Linked DNA regions of Mustela erminea: region 2 is linked to region 1. The links are chromatin contacts, called in public Hi-C maps. All regions are on one chromosome and are shown on one strand. The core of a region is the stretch at or near the end of the contact, and the rest is flanking DNA. Distances in the headings are between cores, read along the strand shown. Region 1 holds the start of MPZL1 (myelin protein zero-like protein 1). Region 2 holds the start of MPC2 (mitochondrial pyruvate carrier 2).

The links. Hi-C and Micro-C count contacts between places; a contact is called where the count stands out from the background.
Region 2: a contact with region 1 is called in a Hi-C map of spleen, with 4 times the contacts expected there. The contact joins the promoter of MPC2 here to the promoter of MPZL1 in region 1. A contact is called at or near these places in 2 of 3 Hi-C or Micro-C datasets (skeletal muscle and spleen).

The regions. Positions count from the first base shown.
Region 1 is chr17:114,905-120,974 of mMusErm1.Pri, forward strand. It overlaps MPZL1 (myelin protein zero-like protein 1), which reads left to right and starts at 2,473. Exons shown (of 6, transcript XM_032318749.1): 1 at 2,473-2,728. The coding sequence starts at 2,488.
Region 2 is chr17:276,970-283,038 of mMusErm1.Pri, forward strand. MPC2 (mitochondrial pyruvate carrier 2) reads right to left here and starts at 4,703. Exons shown (of 5, transcript XM_032318063.1): 1 at 4,440-4,703. The coding sequence starts at 4,548. DCAF6 (DDB1- and CUL4-associated factor 6) reads left to right here and starts at 5,401. Exons shown (of 19, transcript XM_032318052.1): 1 at 5,401-5,690. The coding sequence starts at 5,594.

The DNA.
Region 1 (6,070 bases), core at 1,223-3,722:
TAGACCAAGCGCTCCGACCCTTCCAAGAAAACGATGCCTTGGAATCCGTTTTTCCTTTACATCACATACTTGCCGGCAAGGGCATTCTATTGACTTGAGACTGGTGATCTGACCTTTCTTGTGAGCACCTTGTGGCCACATGAGGCTCATGTTCCATGTAGCCCTTCTGTGGTTTCCCTGACATCTAAGTGCCTTCTGATTGCCCATGGGGGTGTTGTCAGCATTTTAAGCTATGCCCAAGGCCCAGCATGTTAGCAGTCTTCCAAGACCAGGTTCTCTTCCTTGGCTTTTAGTTTTGGTGGGCTGGTAGCATTATTCTCCACTCAGGCTAGAAACTGAAGGTCATATCTGTCTTCCTGGATTCTCCCCCCACCCCCCTCTCTCTCTTTTTAAAGGTTTTATGTACTTATTTGAGAGAGAGAGAGCGTGTGCATGAGCGGGAGCAGTGGGGAGAAGTAGAGGGCGATGGAGAAGCAGACTCCCTGCTGAGCTCCATCCCAGGACCTAGGATCATGACCTAAGACACCGATGTGCCCTGGATTCTCTTCTCTTGCTTAGACTTCCCATCCAGCTGACCCCCATCCTGTTGCTCTCTCACTCAACTGAAACGCTTCTCCATGCCTTGTCCTCCTCTCCAGCCCCTTCACCTCTTTCTTCCGACCCTGTCTGCTGTGGTCAACCTTTTAAAACACAGAGCTGAGTGTGTCATTCCCCTTTTACTTCTCCCTACTGCCCACAGAATGAACAACCCAAAGCTCTTCAAAAGACCACAACAGCCTACTTTTCCAGCATTCTCTTTCACTCCCTCCTCTGAAGTTCCAAACTACACAAGATTTACCCACAGTTTCTTGGACCTGGTACTGCTTTCCCATTTCTGAGTTTGCTTTTGCTGTTGCTTTCCCAGTGAACTTTTACTCAACCTCTAAAGTCCACCTCAGGGGCACCTGGGTGGCTCAGTCATGAAGCATCTGCTTTCGTCTCAGGTCATAATCCTAGGTCCTGGGATCCAGGGGTCCTGAGCTCTGCATCAGGCTCCCTGCTCAGCCTGCTTCTCCCTCTCCCAGGCCCCCTGCTTCTGTTCCCTCTCTCTGTCAAATAAATAAACAAGATCTTTAAAAATAAAAAATAAAGTCCACTTCAAATGCTACATCCTTTCTGCATCTTTTCCACATGCCTCATGCACCAGTGGGTCCCACAAGAGGAAGATGTGTGTGTTGGGGTTTATCACTGATGTGGTTCTGGAGTATAGGTGAGGTCGGGTGGGGTGGAGCCGGGAGCTGAGGACCAAGAAAGAATTCTTGAGACGATATGGTGCAGAATGGTGGTTTATTAAAGCACCAGGACAGGACCCGTGGCCAGAAAGAGCTGGGCTATGAGGGGTGGCTGATTATAGACTATGGGGTTGGGGGAGTAAGGAAAAAGGGAAGTTTCAAAGGATATTTACATGTTAAAGAAGACCTAGAAGATACCGCAGTCCTTGCCATTGTCAAGCTAAGGTTGTTTTCCCCCACTAGCAAGGCAGTTGGGAGATTTCCCCGGAAGAATGTCACACGTTTCCCCCCCAGGAGTGGGGGGAGGGAGGAGGCCGCAGGTGACAGCTCATGCTTGGTTTTCAGCCAGTCCTTCTGCTCCCTCATCATCACCCTCCAAGAAGCCTATAACAGGACATGTGTCCTTGAGCACCAATGTCCCTGTTGGCCTTGGGTTTCTCCTTCTCTTCAAGCATTTAAACAGATTTAGTGCCTGTATGTCTACTCTGGAGGCCTGTGTGCTTTTGGGGAATAAAATCTAGGTGTTCTACATCCACAGCACATAATAATTATTCACTTAACGCATTTGTCCTCTAGCCAACCTGTGACATTCAGACACACTTCATAAGGATCTTACAGAGAAGAAAAGGGCAAAATGGTTGTCATGCTTTTTTAGTTTTCTCTCACTACTGCTAGTTATGAGTTGGCTTACAAGGCTAGCAAGCTAAAACAGCAAAAATGTCCCTTTGTTTAAAATGGACTTTATAGACAAAACCCTGAAATGAGGTTACATTTGGGTTTCTCACCATACTCTTTCCCCTCTCTTGTCCTAATGGTCCACACCCTTGCCTGGATCCTTCCTTTTCTTCACTCACTGAGCTCTTGCCCTGCTCCCGTCGCTGACGCGCGGCGCCTTTTGGGGGTACTGAGCATCCCCAGCATTTATTAGGCAACGGGGAGCGGCAGACGCTGTTCGGGGCCAAGAGACCGACGTGAGCAGAGTCAGCCAAGGCCCCTCAGACTCAGGAACTTCCCCACCCGGTTTCCATGGACAAACGAGGGGCGCGTTGTCCGCAGACGGACAAGCAAACGGAAAGCCAGGAAGGAGCGCCCGGCTCCGAAAGGGGCCTCGTGCCCGGCTCCGACGGCGGCGGGACCCCGTGCCCGGCTCTGACGGAGGGACCTCGTGCCCGGCCCCCGGAGCTCCGAGAGCGGGCCCTGGGGAGACTCGGGCAAGATGGAGGCGCCGTCCCGGCCCGCGGTCTCTCCGCTCGCCGCACGCCGCCTTCCCAGCGGAGCGGAGGGCGGGCCCCGCCAGGGCAAGGCGGGAGCCGAGCTCCCTGCGGCCGCCCGAGTCCCGCCGTCGCGCCCGTTTCCTCCGCTTTTGTGCGCGGACGGCCGCCTTTTCCTCGGGGCCCGGAGAAACCCGCAGCGCGGACCGCCAGGAGCGCGACCCGCGGCCGGGGGGCTGCCAAGAGGTCTGCGGGGCGGGAGCTCCGAGAGGCTGAGGAGCCGGCGGGCCCCAGGCGGACACCCAGCGGGCGGAGGCCGGGCGGCGGGAACCCGGCGCCTCCCGAGCCCGGCCTCCGGCGCGCGGAGAAGGGGCCAGGCGTGGTGGGGGGGAGACCCGGGGACTGGGGGGATCCGGGGAGGGGGCGAGGGGTGATGGACAGTCGGTGTCCTCCAATGGCGTCCTCCCCCGGCCGCAGCGCAGGCCAATGAGCGGAGCGCGGGGGCGGGGCCGGGGGCGGGCGCGCGGCGCGCAGGGGCCGGGGGCGCGGGCGCTGGCGGCGAGGAGGACCGGGCGCTGTCGGGAGCCGAGCGGAGCGCAGTGGGGACGGCGGCCCGGGGCGCAGCGGCGGCGGCGGCGGGGGACGATGGCAGCGCCCGCGGGAGTCGCGGCGGGGCGGGCAGACGCTGCCCGCAGGCGCTGGCTGTGGTCGCTGTTGGCGGCGGCGCTCGGGCTGTGTGAGTGGTGCCGCGGCCCGGGCGGGGTGGGGGGGACGGCGGGGCGGGGGGAGGGGCGCGGCGGGGCGGGGGGAGGGGCGCCGAGGGGGAAGGGCGCGGCGGGGGGCTCCCGGGGCCTGCGGCTGCGGGGCGAGGGGCGGGCTCCCCGCCTTGCTCCCGCCCGCCCTGCCCGCATGTGGCCCGGGGGCGGCCCGGCCCCGCTCCGGGGGTTCGGGTTCGGGTTCGGGCTCGGGCGGCCCGGGGTGGAGCGGTCGCCGCCTGTGGGCGCCGGCGGCAGGTCGCGGGGCCTTTGTGGGCGGTTTTGTCGGCCTGAGGGAACGTTTGGTCTCGCCTCGGAGGTGCGGTTCGGTCGAGTCGGGCTCGCCCGCAGGCCCCGACCCGCCGCCGTCCCCGTTTCTCTCGTTCGCGAAGCGCCGGGTGCGTCGCAGCGTCTGCGCTCGGGCTTTCCCGGCGGGGCGGCCCTTGCTGTGGTCTCCGGACCCGGGCGGGCTCGTTGGCGGGGCGATCCGGGGGGGGGCCTCTGGGGCGGGGAATCCCGGCGGCGGCGACGCGCCGAGGCCTCGCCTCGCCTCCGCGGGTCCGCAGGTCTGTGCTCGGTCTCGTCTCCTTTGAGGAGGGGTTCAGAGTGCGGCCCGGGGGGTGAGACCGGTTCTGGGTTTTCAGTGTTACTTGCTTATTTGACAGAGAAGAGCACAAGTTGGCAGAGGGGGAGGGGGACGCAGGCTCCCCGCCGAGCGGAGAGCCCGATGCGGGGCTCGATGCGGGGCTCGATCCCATGACCCCGAGAGGAAGACCTGAGCCGGAGGCAGAGGCTTGACCCACGGAGCCACCCAGGCGCCCCCAGTCCTTGTGTGTTAAGCCAACAAGTGAGGAAATAGACTGAAAATGAGGGGATGAGAAATGCTGTGCCCGACGGGAGGGGTCGGGCGCTGCTCCTGAGGGCGCGGCCCTGAGGCGGTCTCGTCAGGCGGTCTCGTCAGGCTCCAGCACCGCCCGCAGGACGAAACGCTGGGTGTTCGAGGGGTCCTGTGGAGGACGGTCAGAACAGCAGCTTCGCGCGGCTCGGACGCGCCCAGCGCCGCAGTCGGGGAAGAGGGTGGACAGGAGGCTGTCTCATGAAGCAGTGGCTCGTGCTGGCTTAATTTTGGAAGACTTGGCAAGAAAAAACTTGCCCTCGTCTTCAAAATCCCCTTTTCTGGCCGTCGACGGCGCACAGAGAGCAGTCCACCTCCGTAGAACACCTTGCAGAGTTCGGTCGGGATACCGTTATCCAGCAAACATTTATTCAGCACCAGAAGTGCTCCGGGAAGGACAGTCCCTGCCCTCCGTACTTTCCCTCAGTGGGAGAAGCAGCGGCGGTGAGATGAGAAACCCCCGTGGAGAGCCGTGTCCCCGAGAGCCTTGAGGAGGGCCCTCCTCCCACACTGGACGCGGCCGCCGGAGGAAGACACGCTTCGGAGTAGGCGTGGGGCAAGGAAACAGGGTCCTGAATGGACCTGTGGGTCGGTCACTGCGGTGGGAGGTTGGAGTTACCGGCCGAGGGCGGTGGGGCAGTTGAGGCGGGAGAGCCAGCAGAGGCATTCACTCCCAAAGGACCGAGTTTGCCTGTGTGAGGCTGGACGAAGGATTTTGTGCTCTGTGGGGACGCCAGGGATGGGTTGGAGTGGAGAGACGAAGAAACCAGAGGCTTTAATAATCCCGAGGAGACCGGAGACGTGGATTAAAGCTGGGAGCTGTGAAAGGGACACGCTGGTGAGCTCGTTAGAAAGTACGTTGGATCGGGCTTGCACATTGATTTGCTTGAGCGAAGGGTGATTCTCAGGTTCGGGGCTAGGGAGGCTGGGCCCATTTTTGGCAAGTGGGGCTTCTCACAGATGAATGTGGGATTGAGGGAGCAGTGATGACGAAGTTACCTTCGGGGTTGGTGAGTTCCAGATGCTGCTGAGACATCCTAATAGAAGTGGGCGGACGACGGTGGGATAGGTAGGCCTGGAGGTGAGAAAGTTCGGGCTGGAAATACAGATTTGGAAGGTATGTAGTTAGTAGTTAGAGCTGTGGATTGTTTCGATGAGGTCACCACCGAGTGTGTTGAAGGAAATAGAGAGGGCCAGGGACAGAGCCGGGGGTACGTGGAACCGAGAAGGAGGTCCGAACTAAAAGAATGAGGCGTCTTAGAAATCAAGAGGGAATGAAGTTTGGGTTTTTTTCCTTAAGATTTTATGTATTTATTGGACAGAGAGAGGTCACAAGTAGGCAGAGAGGCAGGTAGGGCAGGGGGAGCAGGCTCTCTGCTGAGCAAAGAAGCTTAACCCCATGGAGCCACCCAGGCACCCCAAGAGGGAATGAAGTTTTAAGCAAGAGGGAGTGGTTAACCGTGTCAGAAGCGATGAAATAGGAGGAGGGTTCACTGGGTTGTCTTTGGCAGCCCATCTGTAGGAGTGAACACACAGGGCGCCTGGGGGGCTCCGTGGGTTAAGCCTCTGCCTTCGGCTCAGGTCGAACCCAGGACCATCCTGGGATCGAGTTCCCCATCAGGCTCTCTGCTCACCACCCCCCCCCCCACCTCTCTGCCTACTTGTGCTCTCCCTCTCTCAAATAAATAAATAAATAAATAAATAAATAAAAATTGTAAAAAGCAGAAGGTGCGAGCACACAGTGTATGAAGCCTGGATCTCAGAAATCCGCACCACCCTCCTCAGTAAGCGGCACCGCCACTTGCCTAACTGCTCGGCCCAGGAGCCTACGGTCCACCTGCAGTTCCTCCCGGTCCTTCATCAGGCCCCACATCTGCAAAATGTGCAGACACAGCAAGAGAGGAAACACAAGCAGGGGAGTGGGAGTGGGAGAAGCGG
Region 2 (6,069 bases), core at 3,453-5,952, 160 kb after region 1:
ACTAAAACTAGTTCTGATTTCACACTAAGAACATGATTGGGTTACCATTTTAGAATCATGTAATCTTTGTACTTTTGGAAAGGCCCTGGAAACAGCCATCACTCAGATAGCCCCTAAAACATCAAAGGTATATAATGATTCTTAAAATGTCAATTGAAAACAGGCTTTGGTACAAATGCCCAAGTAAAATAACAGGTGAAACAATTAGCTAAAATAGCTAATAAACATTTTAGGGTTGACACATTTTAAATTGATATTTGTTCAGTTACAAAGAATCAATGATTTCTAGATTTAGGAAGATAAGGAGGCCCAGAAACGTGGAACTACCTGTGTAAAATACATAGCACAGCAAGGGTTAAAAACTAAGATCCCCAAATCCTAACTTAACAATAATTACATAGTTGAACCCAATGAAATGAGTTTCTTGAAAGGTCCAAAACTAAGAAAAGCTCTAGTAAGAGTACCAAAGTGAAGATTATTACAGCTGAAAGGACCTTAAAGAAAATCCAAGCTCCTCTATTTTTTTTTTTTAATATTTTATTTATTTATTTGACAGAGATCACAAGTAGGCAGAGAGGCAGGCAGAGAGAGAGAGGGGAAAGCAGGCTCCCCACTAAGCAGAGCCCGATGCGGGGCTCGATCTCAGGACCCCGGGATCATGACCTGAGCTGAAGACAGAGGCTTAACCCACTGAGCCACCCAGGCGCCCCTGCTTAGTATTTAATTTTGAATTTTCATGATAAAGATATTCCCTTATGGGCAACGCGAATGTGGGTTCGCTTAATATGTTTTTATTTTATTTTTAAAGATTTTATTTATTTGACTGAGAGGGAGAGTGAGTGAGCGAGCGAGCTCCAGTTGGGGGAGAGGCAGAGGGCGAGATTCTCAAGCTGACTGCACTCAGCGCAGAGCTGGTAGCAGGGCTCAGTGTCACCACAGTGAGATCATGACCTGAGCCAAAATCGAGAGTCACACACTGAACCAACTGAGCCACAAAGATGACCCTGTTTTTTGATATTTAAGAAAAAATGGGAAAAACAATTCTCTTACCTAGGAGAAATGCAAATCTTACTGTTACTGAGATCTGAAGCCTTCCCAGGGAGACTACCATGTAATGGAGAGAAACTTCCCAGCAACAGCCCACTAAGCACCGCGACAGACTTCACAGAACTATCTTTTCAAAAGTTCTTCCACTTAAGGCAAAATGTAACTCAAGAAAAGCAGAGCTACGGTGAGGTACCTAAAATGGTATGGTTCAGAAAACTGTTTCCTGGGCTTAGTCAAAGGATAGTTTTTATGTATTTTTATTATTTGTTATTCATTTCCCCCGGTTTTATTGAGATATAATTGGCATATAACAGTATATTAATTTAAGACGTTCAACATGATGATTTGATATATATTTATATTGCAAAACTCTTACTATAATAAGTTCTGTTAGTATCCATTGCCTCACTTAGCTCATTTTTTTCGTGTCATAAGAACTTTTAGGATCTACTCCCTTAGCAGCTTTCAAATATGTAACACAGTACTGTTAATTACAGTCACCACGTTGTACATTATATCCCCAAAACTTGTTTATAACAGGAAGTTTATACCTTGAGAACGCCTTTTAGGATAGCTTTTGGATTCTTTAGAGCTATGGTCTCCTAACTACTTTTGAACACTGGACCCTATCATTTAAAAAACCCTTTTTTTGAGCATGTATCTCCTACATATATATATTGTATTTATACACTAAACATATAACTTACACAAATGTGTATATGTACATATGTTGACTCCAAAGAACTCTCAATTGTGTTCTACATAACTATATATATAACTATACTGATCTATTTTTATAAGATATACGCAGAATAGAAAATGTGAAAGGATAAAATAATACTAAGCATTAACAGAAGCTGTATTGTTTTCTTCCTACATTCCAGTGTTTCATTTTGTGCATATTTTGAGACAATTCACCCCATCTGGGGGCTCAAAAATACAAAGGAATGACACTCCTTCACTAATCATGTCCGGTCCCCCCCCCCCCACTAAGCTTTTAAGTAAACACTGGTCATCATGACTTCAAGGTCATTTTTCTGACAAATGCCTGGAGTAGAGCGGTGCAGCTGGTTTGTGCAGAGTCACATACTTTCACAGTCAGGTGATGGTGAAGTGACATACCTTATGAGAACCGAGTTTGCCAGGACACACATTTGGTTGGAACTCTATTCTCACCCTATAAAGGTAGATCACAATGTGTTGGGAACAACACATACACGAATGATGAAGGCTGCAGGTCTAGCTATAATATGAATCACTGCGATATAGTAATATATAATAGTCCCATAATTCTAGTATAAATCTATATAAAGACACACTCTTGTTTCCTGACTAGACATTCTGCCAGTGATAAAATTAAATCTCAGATATTTAGAATCCGCAATGTATGATATCCAACTATTAATATCCTAGCCTTGCAGATCATTGTAAAAACCGCCAGGATGTGAATGTTGTCTAAGATTTAAATAAGGATTCAATAAGATTATGCAAAATAGCACATAAAAACCTTGCGTAGTCACTATGATGACTCTTGGAGAATAATCAGTGTTTCCTCAGATTTTATTCAATACCAATGGATCGGCAGTTATGTTTTTCATGCTTTTCCATTTTTTCGTGGGTGTGCCTCCAACTTTTTAATCACAAATACTTCTGAATGATACATATTCTTACTATGTATATTGGTTAAAATCTTAGAAGGGAGGGAACCAACATTTTTTGAGTCTAAGTACAAACACTTTGCTAAATGTTTTATTTAATTTATTTAAAGGTTTCATTTATTTATTTGTCAGAGACACAGCGAGAAGGAACACAAGCAGGGGGAGCGGGAGGAGCGGCAGGCTTCCCGCCCAGCAGGGAGCTCAGCATGGGGCTGACCGCACCTGGGGTCACCACCCAAGCCGAAGGCTGATGCTTGACAACTGGGCCACCCAGGCGCCCCCGCTAAAGATTTTAAAGCCATCATACCTTTTCGTTTTCACAATCCTTAAATGATAATTATTATCTCCATTTTACAGACCAGAAAAATAAGGCTGGGGGCTTCAGGGTCTAGGTCACACAGCCACGATTTCCATGTACCTCTGTCTGGCTTCAGAGCCAGCTCTCCTCCCCCTACACTGAACACGGAGTTACAGGGACTGAACCCAGGAGTTCCCAGGTGAGATGCTCCGTCTGCAAGTGAAGGCAGTTCCTCCTGACTCTGAGGGAGACTGAAGCAGGAATGACAGGTGGGTAGAGCCGAGGCCCTGAAAGGATCCTGCAGAACCACCCTTGCCTCTCACCCAGCTGTTCCAGACTGCTCCTCCTCTGCGCTGCTCTCCTTACCCTGCAGCCCAAACCCAAGGCTTAAGCGGGTCAAAGTTGACGGCTCACAGTGCAGCAACTTAACAGCCAGATTCCTGCAGAAGCATTGCTCAATCCTCCCTCCTGAAAAACCCGTCAAAATACACAGCACAACTCCCAAAAATTTAGTTTAAAAAAAACAACAAAACACTAAAAGGCAAATAAGCTCAATACGCTTCTTAAAGAATTCTCCTTGAACTCTCCTTAAAATTCTGCAACGGTCCCGGCTGCGCAGGGCGCAGTACACACCCCACACGACCGTCCCGCCCGTCTCGCCGGCGCACCGGAGGGGACAGTCCGCCGCCACCGCAGACGCCGGGGCGGACGGGCCACCTTCCCGCGGACCCCGACGGCTGAGGGCCTCGACCGTGGGCGGGAAGCGCCGCTCCCGGGCCGCCCGTCGGTCCCCCGCCTCCCAGCTGCGGCAGACCCCACGGCGTCCGGCTTAGCCCCGGGCGCGGAGCGGGACCGGCGGGACCTTCCGGGCCTCCCGCGTACCCCCCACGCGCACGACCGAGCGCTCCCGCCCGCGTCGGGGAAGGACCCAGGCGCGGCGCCGCCCACGTCCCACGAAGCGGGTTTGGCCGCGACGAGCCCATCCAGGGTCTCCCCCAAGGTCACGCCGACGCGCGGAGGCCGCGCGGGACTCCGGGCTGCGCCCCGGGGGCAGGGAGCGCCCGCGCCGCAGCCGTTACACCGGGGCCCGGGGGCGGGACGCGACCGCGGCTGCGGGCCCGGCGCGTCTGCAGGCCTCCGGCCCCCGGCGCGGGCGGCGGCGCGACCTTCACCGCAGAGCCGGCGGGTGCGGGCGGTCCCCGGGGCCCCGTGCGGCCGCGGCAGGGGCGAAGGACCAGCCCGAGGCCCCGCGCGGGGGGGCCGTGCGGCGACGAAGGTCGCGGAGGGCGCCCGCTGCGACCCCGGCCCACGAGCGACGCGGACGCGGGCGGCGCGCACGGGGCCGGCCGCCCCAGCCAGGCGGGCCCCCCGAGGGCAGCGGCGGGGCCGGCGGCGGGGGCGGGGGCGGGGGCGGGGGCGGGGGCGGCGCGCCTCACCTGCCGGGTGGTTGTACAGCGGCCTCAGTTTCTCCGGCAGCAGCAGCTCCACCTTGTCCAGGGCCCGGTGGTAGGTGGCCCGAAGGCCCCGGGCGCCGGCGGCCGACATCGCTGCTGACCGGCGCGTCGTGGGCGGCCGACGGGGACAGCGGCCGCGGGCTCCTCCCTGGATGACAGCGAAGGACACGCGTCACTTTCTCCTGCCCCAGCGCCTCGCGCCCGCCTCTCGCCCGCGGCGCCCTTCCCGCGACTCCCGCGGCCCCTACGAACCGCCGGGTGCCCGGGCCCAGGAAACGCGGAGGGGCGGAGGCTCGGCAACGGCCCGCCCCGGGTCCGCCTCCTTCCCTCCCGCCGCCCGGAGGCGGGGAGGAGTCATGGCAACAGGTGCCCGAAGGGCCGCCTCCCCAAGCCGACCCGACTTCCTAGCGGCAGCGCGCCTGCGCAGGCTGAGCGGCCCACGGGGATTGGTCCGCGCCGCGGCGGGGGCGGGGTCCAGCGCGAACTTCCCGTTTCTCCTTCCTGCCCTCGAGGCCATGTTGGAGAAGGGAAAGTGAAGCTGCCCAGCTTTGATTAAGGTAGCCCGTAGTTAACATGGGCTTTCTGGGTCTTCATTCCCCAACTAAAGATGACGGCGCGCAACGCTCTTGCCTCCTCCGGAAAGAGACTCGTGACTGAGAGCTTCGTGTCTCAGCTTCCTCTCTCTCCGGCCCTCATTCACCCCCAGAGAATCAAGGATTTAGCGACAGTGTCCCGAGCCCACCCCTCTCGGGCGAGGGCAGCCGTGGCGTACGGGGGCCGAGTCCCGGGGAGGGGTGTCGTCCTCTCGCGAGAAAGGCTGGGGCGGGCGGGTGCCGAGAACGAGAGAGGGAGGAGTCGCGGCCGCCTCCGCCTCCTCCTCGCGTCGGAGGGGCCGGGGGAGGGGACTGTGGCCGGTCGCGGGCGCTCGGGCAGTCTGAGGAGGGGAGCATGAGGCGAGCGCCGGCCCGGGCGAGGCGCGGCTTCGGGGGCCGGGGCGCCGCCGCCGTCTGAGCCGCTGCGCCCGCGAGGCCCGGCGCGCGGATGGTGCCGGAGCGGCTCGGCTGCTGACCGCGCGTCCCGCCCTCCCGCCCCTCCCCCACGCGGTGGTCTCCCCTCCGGCCCCGCCCGGCAGAGCCATGTCTCGGGGCGGCTCCTGCCCACACCTGTTGTGGGACGTGAGGAAGCGGTCCCTCGGGCTGGAGGACCCGTCCCGGCTGCGGAGCCGCTACCTGGGTGAGCCGGGGGCCCCGGGGGCGGGGGCGCAGAGTCGCCGCCCGGCGTGGGGGAGGGGGCCGCGCCGCGGGGGCTGTTGGCCGGGCGGCGGCGCCTGGGCAGGGGCGCCCGGGGCCGCGGCGTGTGGGGTGCGCGTCGGCCGGCGGCCCCCGCGCGGGCGTCCTCCCGCGGCCGAGCCCCCCCTGCGTGCCGCCGGCCGCCGCCCTTGCCGGGTTTTCCTCGGGGGCCGGCGGCGGCGGACGCTGCTGGCCGGGAGGTGTCGGGGCGCGTGTGGGGCGGGACTCGGGAGAAGACGCCGCGTCGCCGGAGCGGCCGGGCTCGGAGCCGCCGTCCGCGCTCCGCCGAAGGGCGAAGTTTCTGCCGCCGGCGCCCTGCGGGG